2 separate regions of the Anser cygnoides genome follow, and region 1 is linked to region 2. A link is a contact called in public Hi-C data. All regions are on one chromosome and are shown on one strand. Each heading gives the region's core, a stretch centred on a gene start, on an enhancer-like site or on the middle of the called end of the contact. The rest is flanking DNA. Distances are from core to core; before and after follow the strand shown.

Region 1 (6,830 bases), core at 3,026-5,525, 250 kb before region 2:
CAGTAGATTTTCTTCCCCATTTTCTTCACCCTCAAACCAAAGCATCATCTCAGCAACTTGCCATGAGGTCTGTGCATCTCTGCCTTGTAATGAAACTCCCACCTAGTGAACGGTGTGGGTAGAAACAGTCTGGGGCTCCAACAGAAAAATACCTTCTATGGAAATCTGTAGGCAGAGGTGCCCAGCCATGGATCATTTTTATGTTGATTCAGCAATATGGAAACTATTTCTGTCTTCGTTCAAGGGATTCAGATATATATATTTTTTTAACATCTTTAAGTGCAGAGCTGAAAAGTAGGTCAGGTAGAATAAGTGTAGCAAGACAGGCTGCTCCTGGGGAGGTGGAAAGTTCAGCTATTATAAGTACAGTCATGACAAGTTTAGATTTGGCATTCACTGATCAGGATCTCTCAAACGTCTAATAACTTCAACCTTCTCCTTAAAGGACAGTATGGCTGTGTTTCTCCTTAAAACATTTTGTGAAATTAACAGTAGAAAGGGAAGGATGTATTTTTAAGGGCTGGATATTCCATTAAATAAGCAATTCCAAGGTACTTAGGACAGCATAATACAGTAGCTTCAGAAATTACACTTAACATTACATAGTCAGTTATAGGGTAATTCTTTTTTAACCACAGTGTGTTAATGAGAGGAATCTGATTAACAATGAACTTAACAACTGTGTGTGACATGATCCATGCCTATGAAGATGTATTAATGTAATGTAATGAAACATTTTCAAATCATAACCTTATTTATTATGTAAAAATGACCTAAATTTAATTTTCATTCAATAAAAAAAAAAAGCAATAGTGCTGTTATTTGCTATTTTGCTAACAGCATAGCTACCATCATTCAGAGGGATCTCAATAAAAAAATAATTATAATAAAACCATAATTTTAAAGCTGGCTCTTTAATATTCATACCAACAAAGCTGGAAATCTTGTACAATTTATAATACAAGGATAGCTACAAAAGCCAATTCAAACTCCAAATTCTAACCATAACAATTACAAGCCTGACCAGTTGAAAGTTAATGGATGTTAACATAGAGTCTGTTCATATATTTCTGCAGTCTTCATACCAGACCCCCTTCCAACATGTAGAGAGACACATGCATCCAACTCAGCTATCACTCACAGCACAGATCAACTCCAGCAAGGCAGACACAGCCTGATGTTCCCACTATAATATACCACTATAATATACTATTACCACCAAGATCAACAATAGGAGGAAAGTTGATTAGTGGGACACTAACACTAAATTTTGAAGATGTCAATTCTTTCCCCTCCTGAGTCACAAGCTCTGCATCATGGAACATCTGTATTTAAAACTTCATGTTCCCCTTCCCACTGGGGAAGGGAGGAGGAACAAACAAGATGCTCAGGTGCACCGGTGATGAGGGTCACACAAACACGCTCAGCGATTCAATTCTTTTTGTTACCACCATAAGTCTCTTTCAACTTTCGTGTACTTTTTACCAGAGTGCTAACTAGAGTGTTGATCTACAAGTTTTGGGTGGCCTCAAAACAATCTAACAATTCATTTGAAATATATCAACCTGTCTACTATGTGTACTAAAAGTCTGTAAAATTCCTGGTGATTTTTTTTTCTCTCTTTTCCACAAATCCCAAAAGCCTGTCATGTTTAAAGGAGAGCCAAAGAGATTCTTCTTTAAACGGGTTTCAGCCTGTTGTGTGAACTCTCTGCTAGTGCCACCATGCTACTGAAAACCCTTGTCCGATGACCTACCACTAGATCCAGCTTACATGCCACCACTCACTTCCCTGAAGCACAAAGACAGCATAGTATTGGTAGCACTTCATTTTGGTTATGCTCAAGCCAGGTTAAGTTTCAGAGATAAAAAAAAAACAAACTTTCAATCTCACTTACATGTCTGCATTATACACAGCTTGCTGTGATGCTCAGAGCCATGAGACTCCCTTGGGAACAGACTTTTCATGCAAATTTCCCCACACGTGCACTGCTTGCAAAGGAAACATAGAAATATGATAAATTGTGCAGTTAGTAAAATTACCAAGGTTTTTTAGAATTATTTGGTCATTGCTTTGCACGTTCTGGGATCAATAGCTGGGTAAAGTGAAAGTAAAATACTTTTCCAATTAGATAGGCTACATTTTTCACTTCACAGTCACACTGGCATCATTAACTGTTACACTTCATATTCTTCATATTTTCTAGTGTACATTAATAATAATCGGATATTTTGAGTTCCTTTTCACAAGGAAAATATGACACATCTCTCCTACAGCCATCAAAACTTTTGTGAGATACCATAATTTTTGGAATTTCCTAGTTTTTCAATGCTTCATCTCACATGCGTCAGGCAGTGCAAATACTGGGGGATTTTAAGGGTGACACGAGGTGACAGGGTTCTGCTTTTGTTTTGGCCTCTTCTTTTGAGGTGAAGATTTGTTAATTCTTGTTTTGCATATAAGTTTGTAAGTATTTTTAAGCACAGAATAAGGAAACAAGAAAATCTAGCACAGTGTCTACATTCTATTTCTTCTGAGTTTCTAAAAATGTTATTCTGTACTAACGCAGTGGGTAGGCTTCTCTCTGTGGGTTTCTCCAGCTCTCACCTGGAATCCTTCATACATGGAGAGTCTTACTTCCTTTCCTTTAAAGATTTTTTTTCCTTTAGCCTACGATGTCATTTGACTTTCCCGCTTTTTTGTTCCTCTTTGAAATGATCAGCATAGCAATAAGCCACGCACACAAGTCACCGCACACACATTTAGAGTTCAGTGGAGCTCTCATGAAACAGCAGTGAAGCTCACATGCTATAAATGTGTGCTGTGCTCTAATTCAGTGGGGCATCACATGCACAGGCCCATATTTATCCATCTAAAGCTGTGTTAAAACAGCATGTAAAATCCAGTCCTTTCACAGAAAAGTGGAAGTGTTTACTGTCTTTGTGCCCTGTCCCTTAGTCGCCCCGTCGTTTCATCTGCAAGCAGCATTTGAACGGGTCAGTTTTGTACAAGAGCAAAACCAAAGCTGAGCCAGGCCAAAGTAAATGTCCTTACAGAGACTTAGGAGATATCGAGGTTCTTCAGGGCTAGTATTCAGCTCACAAGATTTAATATCTAATGAAAACTTGGTCAGAATGATTTTATAGAAAAGCCTTCTATTCTTCACTTCATTTTGCTCATACACTAGGGATGTCCACTCCATGAGATCAACAATACAGACACACCTGAATCATTAGAAACATCATGCAGCATTTACCTGTTCATGGGTAAAATTAGTTCCCAAAACATATTAGGCTTGATATAGAAGACATTTACAACCAGATACAGTGTAATTAAGACATATACATTCACTCCATTCCTGGGGCAGTTGAGGTTGCCACTGAGTTGTACCCCACCAAGTAGATATGCTGGCTAAATCTTTACACATTCCTGTCTCACTCCAAGGGCAAAAATGTCCAGAAGTATTGAGCAGGAGTTTCCAAAATCAGTTTACAACTGGCGGGATGTGAGTTGCTCTGAGCTGCACTGCAGCATGGTCCAAAACCAGGAGATGCCACAACAATACCACCTGTGCCTGGCAGCAGAATTTGGAAACCTCTAGATTACAGACACTGGAAATAGGCTTATCTTCTTGTCAAGTCCCATCTCAGCAAATTTGATGCCAAGACAGGAATGCCTCTAATAGCTGTAGGCTTAGGTACAAAAGAGGGTCTTTCTGAACAACGTCTCAGTACCGTCTTTCTTGGGGAACTGTAGGCTTCTTTTTTTTCAAGCAAGGTATTAGGATTTTTGGAGTAAAATTTGGTCTGGGATTTTTTTTGTTGTTGTTTTGCATGTGTATGTGTGTGTGTGTGTGTGTGTTTAGGCCACTGGTAGCATGTGATTTCATTAGACATGTGAGTAAAATTGTGAGTTTTGTGTCTTCCTCCTGTGAACTCCCCTCCCACCTACCCCACTGCTTCCGAGAAAGAGAAGCTGAAAATGGCTACTCGAGATTTTCCTTTCTGTCGAACTGAAAATGAGAGAAAAGCTAAGACTTTCTGAGTGCAGCTGTACTTTCCCAATCAATAACAACTGATCAAGAGCCTGAAAAGCTCTGCACACAGCTACAGTCTTGCATTTCCTGTCAGTGCCTGAGATGAAACCTTCCATTGCCTAGTGCGATGATTCATTTCCAAAACTTCAGTTAAGTTATCACAACGGCAGGTGACCTCTGATTTTCACCCATGTCTTTTCCCCACCCTTGCTTTCTTTTATTCTGTTTCAATTAAAATGTGAGTCATTGTGACGGAATTTTGGCAGAGTCCATTAAACCTTGATCTTCTTCCTCCCCAAACCCTGTTCCTAATACATCTGTCACAAACAGGTGTTTTAAGTCTTGTTTGGTGTTGTGATTTTATTCGATATGCCTGTAGCTTCCACAAGCTGAATTCAGAAGGGCTCTGTGTGCCATGTGGTGTACAAATATAAAAAGACCTTCCCCCAAGTGCTACATTTTAAAAAATTCATCCAGGACCGTTACTCCTTCTCTCTTTATTTCTTTCTGTTTCTCAAGCTATTTCTGGGGATCTCATGAAAACAGTAACCTGGCTGCACATTTGCCTTTTGCTATCACTAAAGAAAACTGGATTGTTTTATTGGAGATGTTAGAACTACTCTAGATTTACATTCTGGGCAACGGACAGCAGGACATCACCACCCCACCCAACCCCCTTCTTTCACTCTTCAAAAGTCAGTCATAATGAAATGCTGTGATAGGTGCAATAGAAAAGTCCTTTGAGGTTAGAGATCCAATAAACCTTTTTTTTTTTTTTTTTTTTTTTTATTTCATGTGATATTACCTGCTCTAAGAGATTTTTAATTACTAATTATCTACGCTGCTCATTTGTTATGTTATATTCATTCCTGTTTTCTGCTGGGATTTCAGCATCTGTTAGAGAGGAAATCTTGGAAAAAGGCCAAAAAAAAAATGCAGCAGGAGGTGTCAGCAATGTTCTTTTCATGTCAGAACTGGACTTCTGCCCCCATTTGACGGTAGCTACTCCAGCATCATACTGTCTTGGACCACATCCTGGGAATGTGCTCATCAGAGCCTGGAAGTCCTAACAGTGTACTGCAGTGCAGTACGACAAAGGCAAAATTCAAGTGTCTAAGTGAAAAGGAAAATTTAAAGAAAAAAAAAAGGAAAGAAAAAAGCATTTTCTTATAAATTGTCCTATCTAATGAAGACACTACCAGGAAACCCTTAACTCAAGCAGCACCCTTGGGTGGACTCATAAAAAGAACCTACCACTTTCCCTATCAAAAATTATCTTCACTTCAAGAGATAGTAGGCAACAACCTGGCATACAGACAGCCACATTCTCATTGTGGAGCTAATTGATGCAAATGGCTCCAGGGTACTTTGCACCTGAAAATCTCAAGAGGATCTTCGCTGTCCTCATCCTCCTGGATATGCCTCTGTTAAAGAAATATGCTACCTTCATAAAACTTTCCCAGAAAGGAGAATCTAAACCACAATGAGAATTTAGCACCAAACACTAGTACTCAGTATTTGAAAATTGAAGGTAGGTAACTTTATCTTTAGTCTCTTAGACACCTAATAATAGGTTTTCCCGCATAAAAGGGTAAATGATCCTGTGTATCAGAGGTTATACCTCCACTTCAGAATTAACTCAGAAGAAGCTGTTGTCTCTTCCTTCTTCTGGTTCATAGAGAGACTCAAATCTGGGTGTGTGTTTTCCATTCACAGCAGGATTACTGACTGAAGCTCAGGATTTGTTTTCAGAAGTACTGTTAATCTCATTTCTGAGGAAGTCGTCACTGCATTTGAATGCTGAGTTCCCCAACACTTTCCCACAGCTCTGTGAACCCAAAAAAATCACTGCAGTTTGCATACATTGACCTGGCTGGGATATATCTGCACTATCATCTCACTCTCGGTCTCACCCTTGGTCTTGATTCCCTGATCCTCTTTTTTGCATAAACATGAATTCATACCCATGATATTTTTGGAGTGTACTAGGTAGCTACTCTGAAACAAACCCAAAGTGTTTTGTCTTAGATATTCTACTCTGGAAATATCTCCCAGCAGAGAGTATGGACAAGAATGTACCAGGATTGTTTTGTTCTGTTCTGCAGAGTCCTCCAGCATCTTCCCTTCAGGCTTTGAATACCCAGGTACCTCAGTTTTTTCATGACTTTTATAAAGGACCAAAATATAGAATCTCAGCTTCATGATAAAAAACCAGTCAGCACAGCTACACTGCTGTCACGGAGACTAGCCTGCCTAGTGGGGATGCAACCACTGCTGGATACATTCATCAGGGTAGATGTAACCAGAGTAGCCCTGTTTAGTGCAGTAAAAAGAATTATAGGACATTGCATTGATGGGTTCAATGACACACACAAACTCATGCAATCCCATGGTAAAAATGATGAGTGTGGAATATGGCCAAGGTTTGCTAATTTGAGGTTAGATCCATGATGAATTCACCCACATTTTTGCAACAAAGGCCTGTGATTGGTAATGGTCCTACTAAAGTATTCATTGGCCCCCAAATTGAAACTCTGTCATGAGTAAAAGTATGACAGATTCCTCAGATTATGATTTTGCTGAAGAGAAAGGCCAGTGGCACACCCTCATGAATCAGAGTTTTTATGACACTGTTCTTCACCTGTGAAGTTTTGTCTGGTGAGTTATATAGACCGTGAACTTTGCAGACAGCAGCAGCCAGGGAGGTCTATTACATGGATAATTGAACCTAGTCTTGGTTTGAATGTGGATTTCCTTCCTGGATGCTCTTACACTCAAGGAGTGTATGCATTGT
Region 2 (7,643 bases), core at 166-2,665:
TAGTTCTTGCTGGGGAAGCTGGCGCTGAGAGGCATCGCGGCGGCTGGTGCCTGCGGGAGGGGGGAAACAAGGGGGAGCCGGGGTGAGCCTCGGGGGTCGGCTCCCCCCTCCCCGCGACCCTAAAGGGGCGACCGCCCCCCAGCACGCAGCGCTCCCTCCCGGCTCCCCGCGCCGTGCCGACGGGCAAAAAAACCCCACGCAGTCGGTTTCAAAACAATGTTAAAAAATCATAATAAAATCCACGCTAATAATAATAAAAAAAGGTACGACCTCCCCTCACCCTCTCCCAAGTCGGAGGCGCGACTTGATCTACCGAGGGGGGCAGCTCCCGGTGCCGCCCCGACCACCCTCCCCGCGGCTCTCCCGGAGGGGGCTCCGGCAGCTCGGCAGCTCCGTGCAGCCCTGCTCGGCTCGGCACGGCTCGGCACGGCTCCCTCCCGCCGTCCCTCCGCAGCCGCCGCGTTCACACGGGGCACGGCTCCGGCACGAAGCCCCCTTCCTTCCCTCCCGGAGCCGCTCCGCCAGCCCGGGATCGGGGATCCGGGATCGGGGATCGAGCCGGGAAGGGAAGGAAGGGAAGGGCGAGCTGCGGGGAGCTCCCAGCACCCAGAGGGGCTGCTCCCCTGCCACGCACCTGGGCGTGCGGGCAACGCGCGGGGACGGGCAGGAACCTCGGCAAAGTTTGCCAGGTCTTGTCATATACACGCATATATATATAAAAATATAAATATATATATACGCACACATATACACGCATATATATATACATATATATATATATATGCCCATATATCCACGTATATATACCCATATATATGGATATAGGCAGAATGTGCAATAAGCATAACCTGCCCGTGCATACGCGGGAGAAGCAAATACTTCCCCTCCCCCGAAAAAAAAATAAATATATATAGATATTTGAAGAGCCGAGAGCAAGCGAAAGGATGGGGACGGCCGGTGCCCCAGCGCAGGGGAGCGTCCCCCGGGGGGGCACCGTCGGTGTCCCCGTCCTCGGAGCGCAGCCCCGGCGGTGCCGGGTGTCAGCAGCCCTGTCAGTCCAAGCCACGACCGCGGCGGATCGAGTGATGGGAAAAGCGGAGCCCCGCGACTCACCGGCTTCTCCAAGGCGCCAGCTGCGAAACGGAGCGAGGCAATTATTGCGGGCGGTGCGGGGACCAACAAAATAAGGAAAAAATAATAATATATATATATATAAAAAAAATTATAAAAAGAACCGCCGGATAGGACGGGGAAAAAAAAAAAAAAAAAAAAGACGAAACGCCGGGAGAACGTAGATCTCTTCCTCCCACCAAGGTTTAGAAAAAAAAAAAAAATAATAATTAAAAAAAAAAATCAAGGAGCAGCGGAGAGAAGGGGAATCAGATTGTACGGTCCAAGGCGGCGCGGCGCGCTCTGTCTGGTACAATAGAAGTTTAGTTGCTTTCCTCCTTTAAAGCGCCGGCGAGGGGCGGGCGACAGAGGTGCCGCGGGGCGGGGGCAGCACCGCGGGGCCCCGCTCACTCCCGCCGTGCGCGCCGCCGCCGCCCGCGCCCCCCTTCGGCAGCGGCCGCGCAGGGCTCCGCGCCTGGCCGCGGGGAGGGCGGCGCCGCGAGGGGGCGGCCGAGGAGCTCCGCGTATCCCCCCCCTTACCCCCAAGCCCCAACCCCCGGCCTTTAATTCCGCCGGGAGGTTTGGAAGGGCTGGGGGGGGGGGGGGGGGTGGAGGCGATGCAGCGCACCGCGGTGGTTTTTTTATTTTTTATTTTTTTTTTAAATTTTATTTTTAATTATTTTTTTTTCCACCCGTCTTACTACGAGCTGCGCAAGGAGAGGTCGGAAGTAAACATAGTAAAAAAAAAAAAAAATTACTAGGAGGGATTAAAAGGTTGCTCCTCTCCGTTTCCCTCCTTGCTCAGCGCACCCCGGCAGGGCACCCCGGGGGGGGGGGGGGGGGTTCAGCCCCTTTTTCCAACACCCCCCCACCTTCATGTAGGGGGGCTCCGGTGCGCATCCAGCCTCGTCGGGGGGGCTCCGACTCGGGCAGCCCCCGCCCCGGGTCGCCGCTTTCTTATCCCGCCTTTGCGGGAGGATTAAATGGAAGAAGGAGGCTGCGGGGGGGGGGGAGGGGGATGTGGGGGTGTTGGGGGGGGGCACAGCCCCGCGGGGGTCACCTTGCAGCCCGTTTTGTCACACCCCGGCTGTCCCCTGCCCACTCTCAGTCCCTTCCCCTTCCCGGGGTCCACCCCCCAGCTCCCGGTGCCCACCCCCGACGGGACGCCCCCATCTCGCTGCCCGGCCCCCCGGGACCGTTAGCTGCTACCCCCATCCCTCCCACCGCCGCACCTGCGGTTTCCCCGAGCCCCCCCCGTGCTGAGCCCTCACCCCCTGCTCCCTCCCCAAATCCCCCCAACCCCCCTAAACCTCCCCAGCGAAGCCCCTCCGCTCTCTGCACCACGGGACGTCCCCCCCCCCCCGCACCCCCGCACTTATCCCATCCCCGCTGGGATTTGTTTATTCCCATTTATTTATATATCCCCCTCCCCACTTTTAAAATTTTATTTCTTTATTTATTTGTTTATTTTATTAAAGCACAACCCCCGGGGCAGGATGCAAAGCTCAGGGCCGCTCCACGGAGCGGGAGGACCGAAGCTGGGGGGGGGGGGGGGGGGAGAAAGGACGGATGGGGAGGGGGGGCTCCACCCCACCCCCGGTGAGGCTCCCGCCGGCGCTGGGGGGCGGCCCCGCTTTCCCACGGCCGCCGCTGCTACCGTGGGGACATCGCGCCCCCTCCCGGCCGCTCCGCGCCCGCGGGAAGCAGCGCGAACCCCCCCCCTCCCTCCCCCCCCCCCGGCACCTGCGGCTCCCTCCCACCCCCCCGCAGCACCCCCCTCCCGGAATGAAAAATTAAAAAAAAAAAAAAAAAGAAAAGAAAAGAATGAGAAAATATTATTTTTAATTTTTAATTATTTTTCAATTTTTAATTATTTTATTACTTTATTTTATTATTTTTTTAATTTTTATTCTTATTATTTCAATGGGAAGCGACCATTTTTGCCGAGCAGCCTTTCAGCAAAGCACGACATCTACAACCATCCAAGTCCCCACCAAGCAAAAAGCCCCGAGCGCACTTTGGGGGCGCTTTCTGCCGTCCCGCCGCTGCTGTCGGGTAGCAAAGGAGGAGCGGATCCATGCAGAAAGGGTGAAGCAAGAGCCAAGAGCCACTGCGTAGTCATAACGGGGATGCTTCACCTAGTGACATTTTAAGAATCGGGTTTACCCTTGCTCCGAGATGGCTTAAAATACATCGTGCTATTTTTAAAAGCATCACTGTAGTAGAGCTCGCTGATGTGAATGGAAATAACGTGACTCAAGGCAGGCCTGAAGTCAGCCAGGAGGGTGCAAGATCCAAATTAATCTAGCTATTGGTGTAAAAGTTGGTATGGGTGCTTTTATCTAAGAACAGCAGCAGAAGAGTCTAAAACGCAGTGAATACCCTCAGAATTGTAAAAGCTGTCGAAATTCAGTCAGAGCTGGTAACAGCAGAAATATTTTGAAATGACTCCAGTACTGATAGGGTTGAAAATCATAATCCTGTTCGTGAAGCAATATAATCACACGCAGAGCAATTAACTGCAGTATCACAGAGGATTATGACTTGAAGTGAGGAATAAGTAACGTGAGCAGATGGACTCTTAAAATATCCCGTGCTCATATGAATGGGAAAACAGGAAAGGAGGACTGGAAGAAAAGTGCTATTGAAACAATACGGCCTCCAGAGGAAACGGTCTTTAAAATATTCTATAGGGTTTCTTCAGGTCTCACACAGACCCCAAGTTCGTTTTTTCTTGGGGAGCCAATGCCAGGACATCCCACAGCTGTTCTTACGTGGTGGTTTGCCCTGGTTTCTTACGTCCACCCCCATCTGTGAAAGAACACAGGGCAACATATGAAAACAATAAGTATAAATCTCCAGTGAAAAGGCCATTTTTGACAAAATAGCTGTTATATGGGAAGAAGAAATAAGCGAGAATTACATTAAGGAGACAACAGAATCAAAGGGAGCGTTTTGACACGGGTGGGGGGTCTGGTGATAAATAGAAGGGGGCAGGGGAAGCCTGGGTGGAATTTACGTGTGATGGCAGAGGGGGAACCTGTGAGAACCAGAAACGAAAGCAGAAACTGAGAGTGAAGTGGAGATGGTGGAAAAAACTCTCGCACCTCTCTGTGGCTGGAAACCCCTGAGACAATTCGTAATGTCACACGTGCCCGCGTCACCTGCTGCGTGCTGTATTTCCAGGGGACACCTGCAATCTACTTTACACTGGCCAAAAAGCCGTCTGAAAACTGGAGCTACCTCCAGAAGTCTCTGCTGAAATCTTCACTCGACATCTCCATGGCTTCGCAGGTTGCTGGTCTTCCACCGGAGAGTCTAACTAATACCTAACTAGGTATTAGTTGGTCAGAAAATCCTAACTCCTTGCGGAGAGGTTTACCCAAACAAGTGGTGCTTGCACTCCGAGCCATTAAGGCTGAGCATCCCCGCAGGGATCCTGGCTCCACAGCTGCCCTGAAGGACCAGTGCAAAAACCAGACCCACATTTCAGAGGCCAAAATAAATGGACTTGACTTATTAATAGAAAATGTTACTTTTTCATCTCTTTCAGCAGCTGTAATTTCTTTAACAATGGGAGGTGAGATGTGTGTAGGCAGAAGCTGACAGTGTTTCTGCAAGCTGTGCAGCATTGACTAAATTAATAACATCTTCCTAGCCCCCCCTCTTCCAGGCCCAGAAAAACTCGTGCTGGGTGCTGATGAGCACCTTCTCAGTGGATTTCCCCATCACGAAGGAGAAATGAGGGCATCTGGGGGGCCACTGTCACTTATCTGTGTACCGTGGTGAAATATGGAGTGCTGCATACACCTCCTATCTTAGCCACAGAGTGAACAACAGCACTGTGGGTCCCAGCATTGCCACCCCATCACTGTACCCCAGCCATGGGCTGCAGGTCTTGAGAACGACAATACCATCACAGCTCTGTGTCCGAGAGGGCTGGCAGCAAACGACGCAGCTCCTTCCCCTGCGCCAGGCTCCTTGTGATGTGCTGGCCGGAGAGCCTCGACACGGGATAGTGCTGCCCGCTTATTGCCGTGCATAGATGGGAAGAGCAGAAAACTGAATGATGAAAAGGGCTGCAGACAGACGGTGCTACGCTGATGTTAAGTTACTCCCTCAGAACTGAAATGAGGACCGTAGCCCTCACAGAAACCCACTGAAACCCCAGAAAATAAGTTTTGTCACCAAGAGAATTAGCACAGAACCTGAACTGCTCTTCTGACTTGGGCTGAGTACAGCAGGCTTCAACTCAGACCAAAGGAGATTTGAAACTGCCCTGCCCAGGATCTAGCATTAGGAGGTTCCTTTTCCTTTCCCTTTTCCTTTTCTTTTTCCCTTTCCCTTTCCTTTTCATTTTCCCTTTCCCTTTCCTTTTCATTTTCCCTTTCCCTTTTCTCTTCTCCTCTTCCTTCTTCTCTTTTCCTTTTCCTTTTTTCATTTTCCATTTCTCTTTCTTTCTTTCTTTGTCTGTCTTTCTTAAAACCAAGCCCTTTAGATGCTTCATAGTTGTCTTTTTTTTTTTAATTGACAGTGCGTATGAAATCAAGTCGTTAGTGAAACCAGGATATTAACTGGTTTTAAAGGAGGTCTGGCATACATGCATGTATTTGTATATATTTTTTCTGCTTTATCTTTACTCTGTGTAATTGTAAAATTGAAAGTCGCATCAGGAGCAAAACACGGGAAAACATCTTCAACTAATTTTGAATACAGAGAGAACAAAATCATTTTCACCAGCTTTGGTCTTTCCACCACATGAAGTCTTTTACCTCTTTTTGCTTCAGGATAAAATTACCACAGCTGTTAATTTAACTTTGTTTACAGACAGTTTCCCTTTGCAGTCCTTTCAAACCATCGCAGTTAGTTGGATACCAAATATTAAGCTGTTTTCAAACAGGGCAGCCCTTAATTAGTTTATTCTTAACTACACAAAACTATTCAGATGTGTACACAACTATTCACAATTCCAATACCAGCTATGTAACGCTAAATATTTTTGGTGTTTAAATACTGTACCTGTAAATTAATTTAAGTCCCATTGAAACAACCCCCTAAATATGAGTAGGGTTTGAATTAGCCCTTCCTACACAGACGAACATTTTTGACAGGAATGGCTGGGAGGAACCAAGTCGACACCAGCAGTTTTGGCATTCCTTGATAAGAGATTTTTGCCCAGCTGTGGATTAAGGGCGAATTACAGGAAATCTGCGCTGATTTAAGTGTATGATAAATGAAAAGATCTTCAAGGCTCTTGTGAAAGATAAACAGTTATTTTTGAAAGCCTGGTTAATTTAAATTTCTCTCCTAACAGAAAAAGAAAAGCTATTTACGAACAATTGGCCCCGAAAGCCCCTCCGTGGCCTCTGCATTCTCTGAATTTTCTGTTGCAATTATCAGATTGTCAAGACATCACAGCTCTGCTTGATTAAGCCCTCTTTAAAGCATTAGGGCTATTTGCAACTCCTTAGTGATCCTTTCAGGTACCCACACTGTCAAGACTTTCTTCAATTTTCAAAGCCTTGATCGTTAGAGCTGGATGTGATCCCAGCCTCCCCCCTAGGGGAGCACCAGCCCTTCCACCTAACCGGCCAAGGAAGCGTTCCCTTCAAGGAAATTTTCTTGAATGAAGTCCCCGATCAGGGCTGAATGCCATCTGGGAGGCAGCAGGAGTGAATCTTTCTCCGTCCCCATGTTTGTAGATGCTGGGGCATCTGCAGAGCCTGCAGATCCATGCAGACCTGCAGTGGGAAGGAGCTCTAGAGCACAGCTGGAAGGCAGGAAAGGTTTGAACGCTATTAGGCAGCTTTTGTACTAATGTCCAAGAAAAATAAACAGCCCCTCCTCTAGCAACTTCCTTGCAGATTTGGTATGAGAGCAGAGGAGCGCCAACCTCACTGCAGTTCTCATGGCATGTCCTGTGGAGGCACAGCTTCAGAAATATCTGACTGTATCAGATATTATCTGGAGGAAGGAATGTGTCAGCTGACAGTGAGGCTGGAAACTATTGAAACTATTGTCAGCTGGGCCATTATTATAATTATCTCGTCTCTTCGAGAATTAATATCCAACTAGCTTGTCCCTTCTACAAACAGGTGAGAGTATATAACCCTTCCAGGAATAATGTAGCTCATTGCAAAATACCTGCTTTAGAGATGAGGCATCTGATTGCCACCAAATTAACAGGTTCAGCCACAGAGAAACATTCTGGGAAAGAAAGTAGGCCTGTGGAGAGAGAATCAGTAGAAAACGCAGATACGTATGTGCTGTGGAAAACATTGGGCACTGAAGATGTTACTGGTCTTGTTCCAGCTCTTAGCTGGTGGTGTTTTATTCTTGAGGGAGGTGGAAAGACCCGTGCAGTCTGCTCACCTGAGTCGATGCAGAGTGCACAGCTCTGGTCCAAGCTGCTGGTGAAGGTGGGCTGGGTTGGTGCTGAGGTTGGCTGGCCCTGTGCTGAGCAAGCTTGAGAGCACTCATGAGTTTTGCCCATCTTGCTCAGCAGGTGAAATGATGATGGTCTTGTCTTCAAC

Evidence for each region. Hi-C and Micro-C count contacts between places; a contact is called where the count stands out from the background.
Region 1: a contact with region 2 is called in a Hi-C map of liver, with 2.4 times the contacts expected there. The contact joins the enhancer-like site here to the promoter of MYC in region 2. A contact is called at or near these places in 3 of 7 Hi-C or Micro-C datasets (granulosa cells and liver).

What each region holds. Positions count from the first base shown.
Region 1 is chr2:153,422,781-153,429,610 of Taihu_goose_T2T_genome, reverse strand. No RefSeq gene overlaps it. Among named protein-coding and RNA genes, the nearest start is that of MYC, 250 kb to the right of the region's middle. Within about 2 kb of position 4,275, at least 1 of the 3 cell types and tissues checked has open chromatin away from gene starts, as enhancers often do.
Region 2 is chr2:153,165,200-153,172,842 of Taihu_goose_T2T_genome, reverse strand. It overlaps MYC (MYC proto-oncogene, bHLH transcription factor), which reads right to left and starts at 1,415. Exons shown (of 3, transcript XM_066990741.1): 1 at 1,114-1,415; 2 at 1-50. The coding sequence starts at 35.